Linked DNA regions of Gossypium arboreum: region 2 is linked to region 1. Evidence: chromatin contacts called from public Hi-C data. All regions are on one chromosome and are shown on one strand. Each heading gives the region's core, a stretch centred on a gene start, on an enhancer-like site or on the middle of the called end of the contact. The rest is flanking DNA. Distances are from core to core; before and after follow the strand shown.

Region 1 (6,896 bases), core at 2,910-5,409:
TGAGATTTGTCACTGCATTGGGCTTAGGCCCACTTGTTCTGTTATTGGTTTGGGCTAGGCCCAATTGATTCTGTTATGGGCTGTAACCCAAATGATATAGTAGTGGGCTTTGGCCCACGTATGCTCTGAACTGGACTGTATTGTTACTGTTAAAAGGGCTTTGGCCTGCATGCTTTTGGTTTCATTTCACGTATCTCGATCTTTGCTCTAGTAAGGGGATTACATACTGAGTTTTCATAAACTCACCCCGTTTATTAACTGTGAAGGTAATCCCCAGCATTAGGAGGATCGGTGCTGCGAGGGACTCGAAGATGGCCACACGACTGCCTTTGGACTTCATTTATGTTTTAGATTCCGTTTTGGGTTTTTAAATTTTGTAATAAGGCCTTTTAAAGTTTCTAGATTTTAAATTTGGGTTTTATTTACTTTGATTTATAACTGTTTTTAAACAACACTACGTTTCCACAACATTCTCGGAACGGTTTCGCAACTTAGTTTTTAACATCACGTTTTCGTAAATCAATTACTTTTAAAATTAGCTTCCGCAACTTAAAAGAAATTTTGGGAATAGAATTAATAACTTTTCAATGTACCACTATATAAAATAAACTAACGCAACTGGGATTTTACTCAAGTTTTTAAGTAAGAAGTGTTTTCAATGAAAACATGGCTTTCGAAAAACACTTCAATGTGACACGTCAGATTCGGGCCTAACTTCTAGGCCGGGTTTGGGGTGTTACACTTTTAATACTCGTGGGAACGATATTTTTGTTTACCGTAGCTATACTACTAATTGATAGGTGCACTTGCCTTTGTCAGATTTTTGGTTGGTTTACGACTGCAATCCAAGAATTCAAATAATGAGAACCGAGCAGTAACTAAATAAGGTTTGCTAATTAGATGATGTTTAATATTGCATTTTTCATCTTTTATAGATATTTAAAATAATTTATTTTAATTTAATAAAATGTCATGTCAACAATTTACATTTGGTTTAATGGAAAATAATGCCACATAATTAAAAAGGTTAGTGAAATGTAAAAGTTGAATCAAAATTTAAATTTGATGTATACAATTCGACCAAACTAAAGTTGGTGTATAACATTACAATTTGTATTATAATTCATGTATAATTTTGATATTTATCTCTTTTAATATTGAAAATTTAAATTTCAAAACATTAAAATTGATTAAATTTTTTTGAAATTTTTATTTATTAATGGTCTCACCCGATTTGTTACTATAATATTGAAATTAATTAATTTAGTTCAATCTTCTCTAAAATTAAAAATTTTATTTTTATGTTTACAGATTAAAATCTAATCAAATAACTCAACTTACATAATTGTCTAATCTTGAATCTCCCAGAGAAAAGATTGTATGAAACCGTGATTTCATGTCATCTCTATTTCTTTCCAAGACAAATCAGATTCTTACTCCTGATTTTCGGCCTTTTCCTCTTGAAAAAATTCAAATCCAACTAAAAATGCTAAAAATCAAGAGAAAAAATATGATTTGTCATTCTCTTATTGGAAAGGGATAGGAATGATGTGGAATCACAGTTTCATATAATTCATTCTCGAATCTCCCATACTAAGCTAAAAGCAAAGGAAAATAAATACTTGCAATTAATCAAATTAATTAATTTTATCTTCCATGTCAAATAAAACCCAAAATTATTTTCATCACTTTTTTACCCCAACGAAAAACAAGTAATTAATTTAATTAATTGCAATGTTTTTTAAATACTTTAACATGGAAGATTTAAGATTATATAATAAAAAAATTTTAAGTTTAGTTGACAATTATTAAATATGAATTATTTGAGTTGATTTTGTTAAGAATGATTTAGAAATGTAAAATAAAATTTCAAAATTTAGAAGGAAATTAAATTAATTAATATCAATATTATAGTAATAAATCAATTGACATTATCAAGAGATAAAAATTTCAATAATTTATTTATTATGTTTCAAATCTAAAATTTCAAAATTAAAAAGAAATAAAATTTTCGACAATGAAATAAATAAATACAATATAACAACTTTTAAATGCATTATTCTAGTTTTTTCAACTTTCACTTCAACACTTAATTTTTAAAAAATTTCGTAGTTTGCTTTAATTTGATGTTTTGATGCATTATTCTAGTTTTTACAGTTTTACATCAAAAGGGAAATAAATACCCAGTTGTGGCCATCCGATCAGGTTTGAACCAAATCCTAACGCATTTCCTGAGATTGTTGGAGGATATCTTGTATTAACAGTGTAATATTCATGTAAGAAGACCCCCCCACTTCAACTGCTTTATTCGCCTCATCACCTAATTCTTTGGCTCGTTTTCTCATCTCTTTTCCTTCATTTCCTTGCTCCATCAGTTTGTCTATTGCATTTTTAACATGTTCCGTGTTTAAAATGAACCCAGATTTCTCATCTCCCAGCATCGTAGGCTTGTTAGCCCCAAGGTTGACTCCAATTTTCAGTATTTGTACTGCAAGTTTCTCGTTGCAGAACTGGTCTCCCATGAATGGAAATGTTATCAAAGGGACACCAGCAGAAATGCCTTCGATTATTGAATTCCATCCACAATGAGTTAGGAAGCCTCCTATTGCTGGGTGTGACAAAATGAGTACTTGGGGAGCCCATCCCACAACCACAAGCCCTCTTCCTTTTGTTCTTTCTTCGAATTCATTCCTTTTAATCCACTTGTATACTTCGCTTGCCGTTGGATTATTTCCTCTTAGGACCCAAATGAATGGCTTGTTCGATGCCTCTAACCCCAATCCTAACTCTATCAGTTCTGGACACTTTATAGTGCCTATGCTCCCAAGGCAAGCATAGATTACAGAGCCGGGTTGTTGAGAATCAAGCCACTTCAAACACTTCTGCCCATCGATTGAAGTTTTGTTACCTCTTTCAGCCATATCCAACTCATCTTTGTGGCTGAGAGACACTGGACCAATACACCAAGCTTTCTTTTCCTTCCTGTACTCTTTGACATAAGCTGATTCCAGCTCTTCGAAGGTATTTATGACAACTCCATATGATGCTCGGTCAGCTTCCCACATCGGTTCAAAAATTTCCTTCCAGGATCCATCATTGTCAAGAGGCAACTGGACTCTAGTAAATTCCACCTTGTCGGTCAAACCAGGCACCGTGAAGTATTCAGAATCAGAGGTTACAGTCTCATTTATCTTTGAGGACTGTATATTCCGCAAACAAAGAAGACAGAAGCAACAAAATCCATGGAAGGATATCCTTGGAACTTGGAACTTGGTAGCGATTTTGCGGGTGTAAAACAGGTTTATGTCTGAAATAATACAATTGGGGCGTGGTGTTAGCTTCTCAAATAATTTCAGCATTGCTTCTTCCATCTTGTTTGCGGCACTGACGAATTTGATCAAGTCCTCCATTGAATGCAACATGTCTATATTCTCAACCCCGTCTGGCAGTCCTACTTCTTTGCCAGGAAACTGGAGTTGCAGTAAACGTATGGGGAGCCCTGATTCAATGGCCCGGGCCACTGATTTTTGGACTCTGCCTGCATTGTAAGGTGTTGTAACTATAGTAACAGTCACGCCACGCTGCGCTAACAGTCGACCAATATCTACCATGGGGATCAAGTGTCCTTGAGCCATGAAAGGGATCAAGACAAAGTGACCTTGAGCCATTAAAGGAACCGTGGACGTGATCTGACAATAGAAGAGTGCCAAAATGTGTTATATAAGCAAAGTTTGGGGCTAATTTTTAGAATATGATAGTTGGCTGCTGATGTAAGAGAACACGTAACCATATTTTGTCCATTTTGGGTTGAAATGACAGAATCGTGGGGACCTTTCCGAAGTAAACTCTATTTCAGAATGAGTGGCCGAGTTTGCGGCCTAAAAGATAATATTACTTGGAGTCGAAGTCCTTGAAGATTCCAATCTAATGCTAATAATTAAAAGTACTTGGAGTCCAAGTCTGACTCGGAAGTTCTTGGAAATATCACCATGGGAGTGAGTGGTTAATTGGACTCACAAAATAATTGTCTTATAAAGTTATTTTTGTTAAATCATATTATTACTTACAATATATCATAAAATTTTAACATGTGTATGTTTTTTTATGTAATTTATAATGGTGTTTTGCAGATTTTTTTATAATAAGTTTATTAAGTTTATTTTATGCAATAATTTAATTTACAATCTTACATAATGAGTCACTGGAAAATTTAAAAATGTGAATTTTTTTAAGTTTATCACTATTTTTACAAATTAAATATACTATTAAAATTGAAATAAGTATTTTAAAATATATATTTGTTATGAATATTTTATTAAGTGTATGTTCCTCATGATCAAGATAAAATTTTAATGTACTTTAAATTCTAATAGTTATTAGAATTAGACCTCTAGTTCTTTTATACTTCTTATGCCTATAAATAGAGACCCTAATGAAGCATTGTAATAATATCCTTTTTATCAATAAAGTACATTCTTGCTTTCGTATTTTCTTTGTTCTTTATTCTCTCTATCTCTCTTTATTTTATAACATGTTATCAGCACGACGATTCTCTATTTTTTTCAAAATCTTTCGAAGTCATCCCATTGATCAATAAAATACATTCTCTATTACTTCCCATATTTTCTTTATTCTTTAGTCTCTCTATCACTCTTTATTTTATAACACAGATTAAATTCTTTTTCAACTTAAACTTTCACCCTTACAACTTCATCTTCGAGATGTTAAAAGATTCAATCTCAGAATGGATTATGGTTTTTATTCCCGATCTTTAATTTATTGTACAAGCATGGGTAAAGTATATATTTGTGCTCGTGATAATAGTCAAGGTGATGACGATGATGTTAAAAATCTTCAGGTATACTTTACTATATTTTATTTATTATATCATGTTTATTATAATTAGAGAATAATAATGACAACATGAATGGATAGACTAATTTAAAATCCACGCATGTTTGTGATGGTGATTATGAAATAAAAAATCAATAGAGGCATTTAAAAGTTTGTCCTACCAGATTTGTTACATTCCCTGAAGTAAATGCAAACATAAAGAAAATAAAAGATATAATAATTATGGACCACTAAAAGTGGGAACATAGTAATAAATAAGAGAACAATGAGAGTTCTCAAGATAACTCTTCAAAGGGTAAAGATAACTTATGTTATCAATGTGATATGAAATGTTATTGGCCACAAATGTGGTGTATGCCCAAATATTTTGTTTCTATTAATATTCTTTGAGGAATGATATGAAAATGTAATAATGAATTTTATAATTATAGATGGAAAATATTTATCTTATTTGTATCTGAATCAAACAAATATTATTCTAATATTTGATTGTACAAAATTAGTTGAAAGCTCCAGAAGAGCTAATATATTAATATCTAAAAAGCACAAAATTTGTGATGGTTAATTCATTACTTTTAAAAGATATTTGTAATGAATCTCATATTGAGATTGCGAATGACAAAAATATTATATTTCATATGAATAAAAAAAGGATTGGGTTATTAATTTATATTTATTTTATAATCTTTGTGATCTTTTTTGTCATCACCCCATTAAAGATTTGAAAGCAAAATATTTGAAAGAAAAATATTTGATTGTGAAAGATATACTTATAAGCAATAGAATATGATAATTTTATCTAAAGCCTATTATGGTTAGATGCACCTAAAGTTGCAAGTTTTTTTAAAAAGTGTGAGTATAACTCTACAATATTCAGAATAAGTTCTCAATTAAAATTACGTGAAAAAATATTATTGATGAGAACTTGCAAGAAAGAAAACTTATGTATGAAAAGTCATTGGTTATGTACATGTTGTACACTTGGAAAATAAGATCACTCTCTAAGTTTGCTATTAATAGATTTTTGGACATTTGAAGATTTGGCATATTCCCTGAAGCAAATACTGCATATAATTATTTGAAAATTATATTTATTGACTTAGTGGCATTATAGACTTCACATTGATTTAGACATTTAAAGTAATAAATGTCACAATAGTACTTATATGTGGATACAAATTAAAAGGAATGATAATAAAATCATCAAATTGTTTCAATTTAGTACAATTGAAACACATGTTAAAGTAAAACAGAAGTTTACTAATACAAATGCATTTACTACTTGACATGATCAGTTAGACCATCCTGGATCATATATGATGCTGAAATTAATAGAGAATTCATATGAACAATAATTAAAGAACCAAGAGATTCTTTAATTTAAAGAATTCTTATTTGTTTCTTGTTCTCGATAAAAATTGATTCTTAAAAACTCACTAGCTAAAGTTGATATTTGATATCTTACATTTCTGAAATGAATATGGGCCCATTCATCCACCATGTGGATGGTTTTGATATTATATGATTTTGGTAGATGCATCTACAAAATAATCACTTGCGTTATCAACTCGCAACCTGTCGTTTGCGAGATTGCTTGTTTAAATGATTAATTTCAGATTATGCAATTAAAACAATTCATCTTGCTAATGTTGGTGAGTTTACATTCCAAGTTTTCAATGATTATTGCATGTCAATTGGGATAAAAGCTGAACATCATGTAGCTCATGTTCACACACAAAATGATTTAGCTGAATTGTTTATCAAATGCCGCAAACTAATAGCTAAATCATTACTTATGAGAACAAAACTTTCTATTTCAGCATGAGGTTGTATTGATTTACATGTTGTACACATCAAGCCAATAAATTATAAATACTCCCTATTACAATTGATTATTGGTAAAAAGCCAAATATTTCCCATTTTACAATTTCTGGATGTGTGGTATATGTTCCAACTGCTCCACCACAACGCACAAAGATGAGTCATCATACGAGATTGGGGATCTATATTTATACAAGTCTCCTTATAATATTTTTGAGCT
Region 2 (7,146 bases), core at 4,302-6,801, 200 kb after region 1:
CCTGATCCTTTCCCTCAATCTGATCGGCAAGACAAAAAATCTGGTTTGTGTTGCATTGCACTTATCTCTGTGTTACACTTTTAACCTTCTAACATACTTGAAAAAACAGAAGACAAATAAATTGAGCTGAGGAAGATACATGATTTAAAAGTTGGGGATATTCATCATTGCTTCATTCTTATTATCTCCTATACTTATTGTAGATCAAAAGACTGGAATACAGACAGGTCTTACGTGCCACTAGTCTATCCTCCATGATATACAGAAAATATCAATCTCTTCATTACTCTTAAATCTGATTGAGACACTTGGTGTAGTTATAAGTTTTTTGTCTAGTTGCCTTGCATTAAGACACTTGGGTTATCCAATTCCTTCATACTATTATGTTTTAATCCGCATTCTTTAAAATGTGAATCGAACTTAATATTTAGCATCGTTCTTATTTGGTTCATAGGCATTCTTATAGGTCTACTATAGTGTTATTCTTCAATTGTAGATTGAAAATTGATAGCATCTGTGGTTTGAGCATCTGGGCCTCATTACTTTGATGGTTAGAGGATTAGGATGCTAACTGCTTGTGGGGTTTGCAGTACCCAATTCTTAATGCAATGCTTCAACCTAATATGTTCCTATTTTCATCGACAAGCAAATATCAATTACATTTTCCTGTTTTCTTATCACCTGCAAAATCTGTTTAATTTCTAGAAAGAAATATATGTTATTTTGATAAATTTAGGTTCTACTTAAGATCTCTAATGCTTTTAATTTCCATGGTTTCACCAGAGAAAGAACTGTTCATCGTTCTTCTAAACCCAGCTTAATTTGGAACAGGTAAACATGCTTCATCATTATCAAGCAAAACTGGCAGTAATTTAGTCGGACAAGTAGGTAATAAGAAGGAAGGCAAGCCAAGAATTCATCTTAATGTGAGTAGCCACTCAAATTCTTGGCCAACTTGTCTTAAACTATTTGCTCGTAGCTATCATTAAAAGGTTTGATAATATTGTTTTTATAGGGTGCTAGATTTCCATTGAAATCTGGTGAAGGACCTCGGCGGCTAAAAATTATGCGGTATCTTGGTCTCACAGCTCCGATGGGATCTCCCTTCTAATCAATCACTCATTTAAAACTTGCTACAAAATGTTGTAAAAATGTCCAATTTTTAGTTCATATTACTACGATATGATTATTTTTATATTTACGTTTAGTAGGTCCATTATTTGTTGTCAATGAATGTGTTTGATAATGCATAGTAAATTTTTACTATTGAAGAAGAAAATTTTTTATAGTTTAATTATTAATGCGTTTGATAACTCATACTAAATATTACTTAATACGAAATTTCAAACAAAAAAGTGTTAAATGTAGATAGAGAGTTTCTTATGGTTTGGAATTTAGTTTGTAGACAGAGAAGTTCTTATAGTTTAGAGTTTAGGGTTTTAGGTTTGTTCTGGTTTGGGGTTAAGGTTTAAAGGTTTTAGATTTAGAACTAGGCATACGGTATGAGATTTGAGGTTTGGGTTTAGAGATTTAGTGTTATGCTTACGGTTTAGGATTTAGTGTATCTGAACTAAATTAGATATTTAGATTTAAGTCTATTCAGCGTTCTCTAAAATCCTAACTATTTCCAAATTATTTCCCCATCTCTAAAATTGAATTTTAATTATTTTTTCCCCATCTCCTTTAGGGACTTATTATACTACTATTTCCATATTCAATGACAGTATGTATTAATTAGGTGATGGAAGTGCGATTTGATGATGGGAAAGGTTCACGATGATGTTCTGTCTGTATTTGATTTTATTGCCATTTCCATTAGCCGTTTGTGAAAAGCTTGTTTCATTCATAGGTTATAATATGATGATTGATCGGTTCACATCAATGTTATATTGTGAGTTCTGTGATGTTTCCAAAGAGGTTAGTTATGCTTCAATTTGATAATTTGAGATTTATTCTATTCATGAATATGTTTCGAGTGCCCTGCTGTTGAAGTTTCTAAAGATTGATTGGTCAGATTAAGGTTTCCTGGTGATATGGGTAGCGGTTAATGATGACATTTTTTTTGGTGTTATCTCAAGCTTTTTGTTTGGTCTTGTTACCATAGGTGGCAGAGTTGTTTGGATCCATAATTAAGTGGGATCATGTTTGGAATGTAAGGCATGGAGTTGTGTTGCGTCATGTGGCATCATTTATTTGTTTGAAGAGGATTATAGAGTTGTGTTATTATGTGTATTTATCTCACTTATGGCATAAAGGTGTAAATGCTTGAGACACTGGAATTTTTGCTGAAACAGAATGCATTTCTTGTCATTGAGTCAGACTTTTGCGGTGTTATTTATTAGGTTATTTCTGTTCTACTTGAGCTTGGACTCCATGAGAAAGTAATGAAGATATAGATGGTTTAGTTAGAGCCATTGGTAGTGTTTGCTTTGTTTACTGCCTCGAGAGGTAAATTGTACTGTTGATGCCTTGGCCAATTTGGTATTGACAGAACCAGCATGTTTAAAATTTGATGATGGCTGCTTATGATGGAGATGCAGCTGCATTGTTTCTTTGTTGATCAAAGTTTTCTATAGTTGTGTTGTTTAATTTGCAGAATGTTGTATTGGCGTTGTAGTTGCTGCCATTCTGCTTGGAGGTCTCTTGTAAACTCGACCTACAAAGCTTTCAAGTTTTTTTTGTAACTCCGATTTATTTAATAAAATATGATTTGGCTTATAAAAGAACCAATATTTGTTTTCTGCAAAGCTTGTTTTTCTTTTCTGTTTAATTTAACATTTCTTTTTCATTGATAGTAGGAACCTTCAAAAGTTTACACAACTAGTATTTGTCCTTTTTCTATTAAGAGAACCCATTGATGTTGAAGAGGAAATGCATTCAATCCTTCCTAGCTAAAAAAATGCAGAAGTGTAGAATTTATAAGGACTATCATAATAAATTTAAGAAAATCTATGGTTATGTTTCTCTTCTATATCTCCAAAAAGATAGGTGAAAAACATTACCCTTTTTTACTTGTCCTAGTAACTTCCTTGGCCCGTACTAGAATTTGTTATCTTCTTTCTTGATTCATATATTTGTTTATTTTGTTTTCATTCATTATCATAAAATGTTGTCATTGTAAACTTGCGACAAAATTTATTTTTTTATCCATCAAAAGAAATAATCTTGGCAAGATTTGTAATTAGTTATTCCATTCAAATTTTCACACCCTATAACAAATTTCACAACATCCACTATTTTAATTCAATAATCAAGAAAAGTGAACAGTGAAATTTTCTAATGAAAGTATAATAAATTTTATCAGTTTAAAATTTAATTATTAAACAGTTTATTATTTCAATTTATTAAAGATGCACCACAAAATTTGTGAGTTTGAGATATATTTTTTGTAGGTATAATAATTTATTTGGACTTTCAAATATTTTATAAAAGAGTCATTTTAGTCTTCTATTTGTTTTTCCTTTTTTAGCCATTATACTTACACTGTTTTTCAAATCACCTTAAAATGGACAAAAAGTTAATTTCGGTTCACTTTACTAATGTGGCATACATATGAGCCCCACGTCAACAATTAATTAATTTTAAATTTAAAAAATAAAAATTATAAAATTATTTTCAAAAATTTAAAATAATAAAATAATTTTAAATTTTTAAAAAATAATTAATTGCTAACATTTTATATATGGATGCAACATGGATGTCATGTCAAGAAAGTGAATAGACGGTCAACTTTTATTTATTTATTTTGGGATGATTTAACAAACAATATAAGTTTAAAAATTAAAATTAGAAAAAAATTAAATAAAAGACTAAAATAACTTTTTTTATAAAGTTAGAGAACAAAATAAATATTATACTATTGTTTTATTCATGGTAATGGGCTGTGGCCATATGGTATATGTATCTGTGCTCAATCTTAAAATCTCAAGAGCACGGAAGCTGGGGTTGCGCCTTATCATCCTTGACTTAGACACCTTAGTTGCGACGCAGCTTATTCGAAACAGGTTATCAGCACAGCATCACTTCGAGGTTCTTCGAACTATTATTGGTCACCTACAGCTACCTTGGAAAGTTAAAAGTGCAACATACGTATAAAGAAGGGAACAAAGTGGCTGATCGATTAGCGTCGATGGCATACTAATGCTCGCTGGGGGTCCATTCCTTGTACCTACCGGATGAAGTTCTTCAGCATCTACATAATGATAGCGTCGGTTTAGCTTGTCTACAGCTAGGTTGATTTTAGTGGATTTTCTCCTCTTGTACACACACACACACACACACAAAAAGAGGATTTCGGACTAGCAGTAGAATAAGAAAGAGTACATCTATTTTTTTTTTTTTTTTTGAAGAGGTTAGCCACATTAATCCCCTCACCCTGATAGCTTTTCGTAAAAAGCAAATGGCTATCCACTAAATGTAAAAAAAGCCAACCTTAATACTATATTAGATGAGACATGAAAATAACAGGATTAAAAGTAAAATTAGAAAAACTATGAGAATTATGTGCAAAGCATATAAACAACAGTACTAACATTTTCTTTATTAATGAATGCAAAACAGATAAAGCCTACTCCTGCTGCTAAGGTTTCATGGACAGAAAGTGATAAGGTAATTAGGTGAACCAGAGCAGGTAAAAATGCTAGTTTTATCGTCATAAGCATAACTATAAGCCTGAGGGCACTGGTTCTTGAAAACCATCGAGTAATTTGTGGGTTCACATTTCTGGGGTGAATTATATTCACCAGAGCAACAGTACTTGGGCTGCTTGAAAGCTAGGCATGCGCTTTTGCAGGCTATGGTATTCCCATAAGATGCTTTAACAATCAGTTCTGGTGGGCAAATTGCATTCACATTTGCCGAACAGCTAGTTATGGTGCAGTTTGGACCCGAGCCGCCTTGTGGAGTTACTGAAACCGGCAAGTTAAAGCCATCTACTAGGCTGATATCATAGAAATCTTGTCCTCCATTTTGTGGTAAAGTGAACTCTACAAGGGTTGCAGGAGGGACTGCACCTACACCATTGCAGGCAACCTGGCCCGACCCACAGTTTGCAGTGGCACAAGTGAACAATCCGGAGGAGGTTGAGCATTGGGTTCGAGCCCAGAGTCTGCCTGACCAAGGAGCAATAACAGTAATGGCATTCCATGCTTGTGGGGCTAACTCGAACCCACTGTTGGACAATTGAGGTATACCAGCGCCAGTAAGTGTTCCTGGCCAGACAGTAAATGGACAGTTGTTTCTAGTGTAGAGACTTGCCATGTGAGACTCTGCAATATAAGAAAATGATAAAAATTCTAGAACCATTACGAACATTTGATAAGCATTAAATCTTGCAAATGAAATGTTGATGAGGTACTAGAGTTGCAGAGAAAGAATGGTACTTGAGGTTTGTTTGTTACCTGAGATTAGGGTAAGCAAGGAAAGGCCAAAGATCCATGACTTCATCTTTGCTTAAACAATTGATTAATTAATTGTTTCCTTTTCGTTATTTAAAGAGCCTTAGTATAAGAACTGATAGGCATGCCCCAGAAACAATATAATCTTCAATGCATACGGAATTGGATATTAACATGGACTATATAGACTTCTATCGCAACTAACTTTGAAAAAGTCGTGATTATATTTAATTTTACTAGAATTAACACTGCTTACGCTGCTGTTTTCTATTTTTAAACAAAAATAATTTTGAATTAAATTCTACTAATTTTTTATTACGAAATACTAATCAATGTTCAGTTATAAGATAAGGAGAGTAAGAAAGGAAAAAAAATTATGGTATTTAATTAATCAAATAGAGATACCAACAATGTTTTTTTTAAGTTTATATTTATAAATATAATAAATATAAATGAAATAAAACTCTACTTTTAATTTACATTAAAGTTCAACAGTACATCAAATGTCTTATTCTAGTGGGCATCCACTTCTATGATTATAAAATATTTATAACACTACTTCTTGGATGTCTATCTGTAGATAATGTGTCTTGTTAAACCTTATTCAGAGAAAAATCCTGTAAAAAAAATTGCTTAGTGAATAAAAAAAAAGTACACATAACTATAATACTCATCACATACTGTCTCATTAAAAACCTTACTAGGAAAATCCAGTGGGACAAAATCTCAATTAAGGAAAAAAAATTATAGCGTGTATTTTATTTCCCTCATGAGAACATCACATAATGCATACCAATTCCATTGACTAGCTTCTCAAATGTGTTAGTCAGCAGTGCTTTAGTGAACAAATCTGTCAAATTTTCACATGAACAAATTTGTTAAACATCTATATCACCATTCTTTTGAAGGTCACGAGTGAAGAAGAATTTCAGTTAAATATATTTTGTTTTGTCTCTTTTGATGTACACCCTCGTTTCAATTGAGCTATGCATGCTACATTATCTTTGTACAAAATAGTTAGAATCATTTTTTTGGATGATATAGAATCATTTTTTTGGATGATATACAACACATCTATTGGATATGTTGGATCATCAATCTTAACCAAACACATTCTTGACTCACTTCATGCATTGTAATTATTTCTTCATGGTTTAATGAAGTAGCAACTAAAATTTGTTTTGTTGAGCATTACGATATAGTTGTACCTTCGATTGTAAATACAATTCGTTTGAGAGCATGCTTTATGTGGATAAGGTAATTATCCTACATCTACATAGCCAATCAATTGTGATTTGAACCATTTGGATAGAATAACCTATATCAATCGATCTTTGGAGATATCAAAATATTTGCTTAACTCTGTTCTAGTGCCAACACATTGTAGAAGAACTAAATCTTGTTAATAAACTTTTGCAAATGCTATATCAGGTCGTGTACTGTTAGCAAGATACATCAATGTTTATATAGCACTAAGATATGGTACTTTGGGACTAATAAGTTCTTCATCATTCTCACGAGGACGAAAATGATCTTTCTTTACATCTAGTCATCTTACAATCACCGGGGTACTTAAAGGATGTGTTTTATCCATATAAAATTTTTTAAGATTTTTTCTATATAAGTTGATTAATGAAGAAGAATTTCATTTGATAAGTGACAAAACTTAGTTTTTCTAATATTTTTCATCTCAAATTCTTTCTTCAAATAATCAATTGCCTTTTGAATCTCTTCACATGTTCCAATAATA

Evidence for each region. Hi-C and Micro-C count contacts between places; a contact is called where the count stands out from the background.
Region 2: a Hi-C map of leaf shows a contact between it and region 1, with 3 times the contacts expected there. The contact joins the promoter of LOC108458593 here to the promoter of LOC108458452 in region 1. A contact is called at or near these places in 2 of 5 Hi-C or Micro-C datasets (both in leaf).

Annotation. Positions count from the first base shown.
Region 1 is chr4:95,548,150-95,555,045 of ASM2569848v2, forward strand. LOC108458452 (UDP-glycosyltransferase 73C12-like) reads right to left here and starts at 4,160. Exons shown (of 1, transcript XM_017757858.2): 1 at 2,094-4,160. The coding sequence starts at 3,668. The coding sequence ends at 2,220.
Region 2 is chr4:95,748,193-95,755,338 of ASM2569848v2, forward strand. It overlaps LOC108458593 (thaumatin-like protein 1b), which reads right to left and starts at 5,552. Exons shown (of 2, transcript XM_017758004.2): 1 at 5,400-5,552; 2 at 4,519-5,267. The coding sequence starts at 5,445. The coding sequence ends at 4,588. LOC108457779 reads left to right here. Exons shown (of 9, transcript XM_053026451.1): 7 at 1-43; 8 at 832-926; 9 at 1,016-1,279. The coding sequence ends at 1,111. LOC128291416 (a long non-coding RNA gene) reads left to right here and starts at 1,778. Exons shown (of 2, transcript XR_008281190.1): 1 at 1,778-1,917; 2 at 2,105-2,726.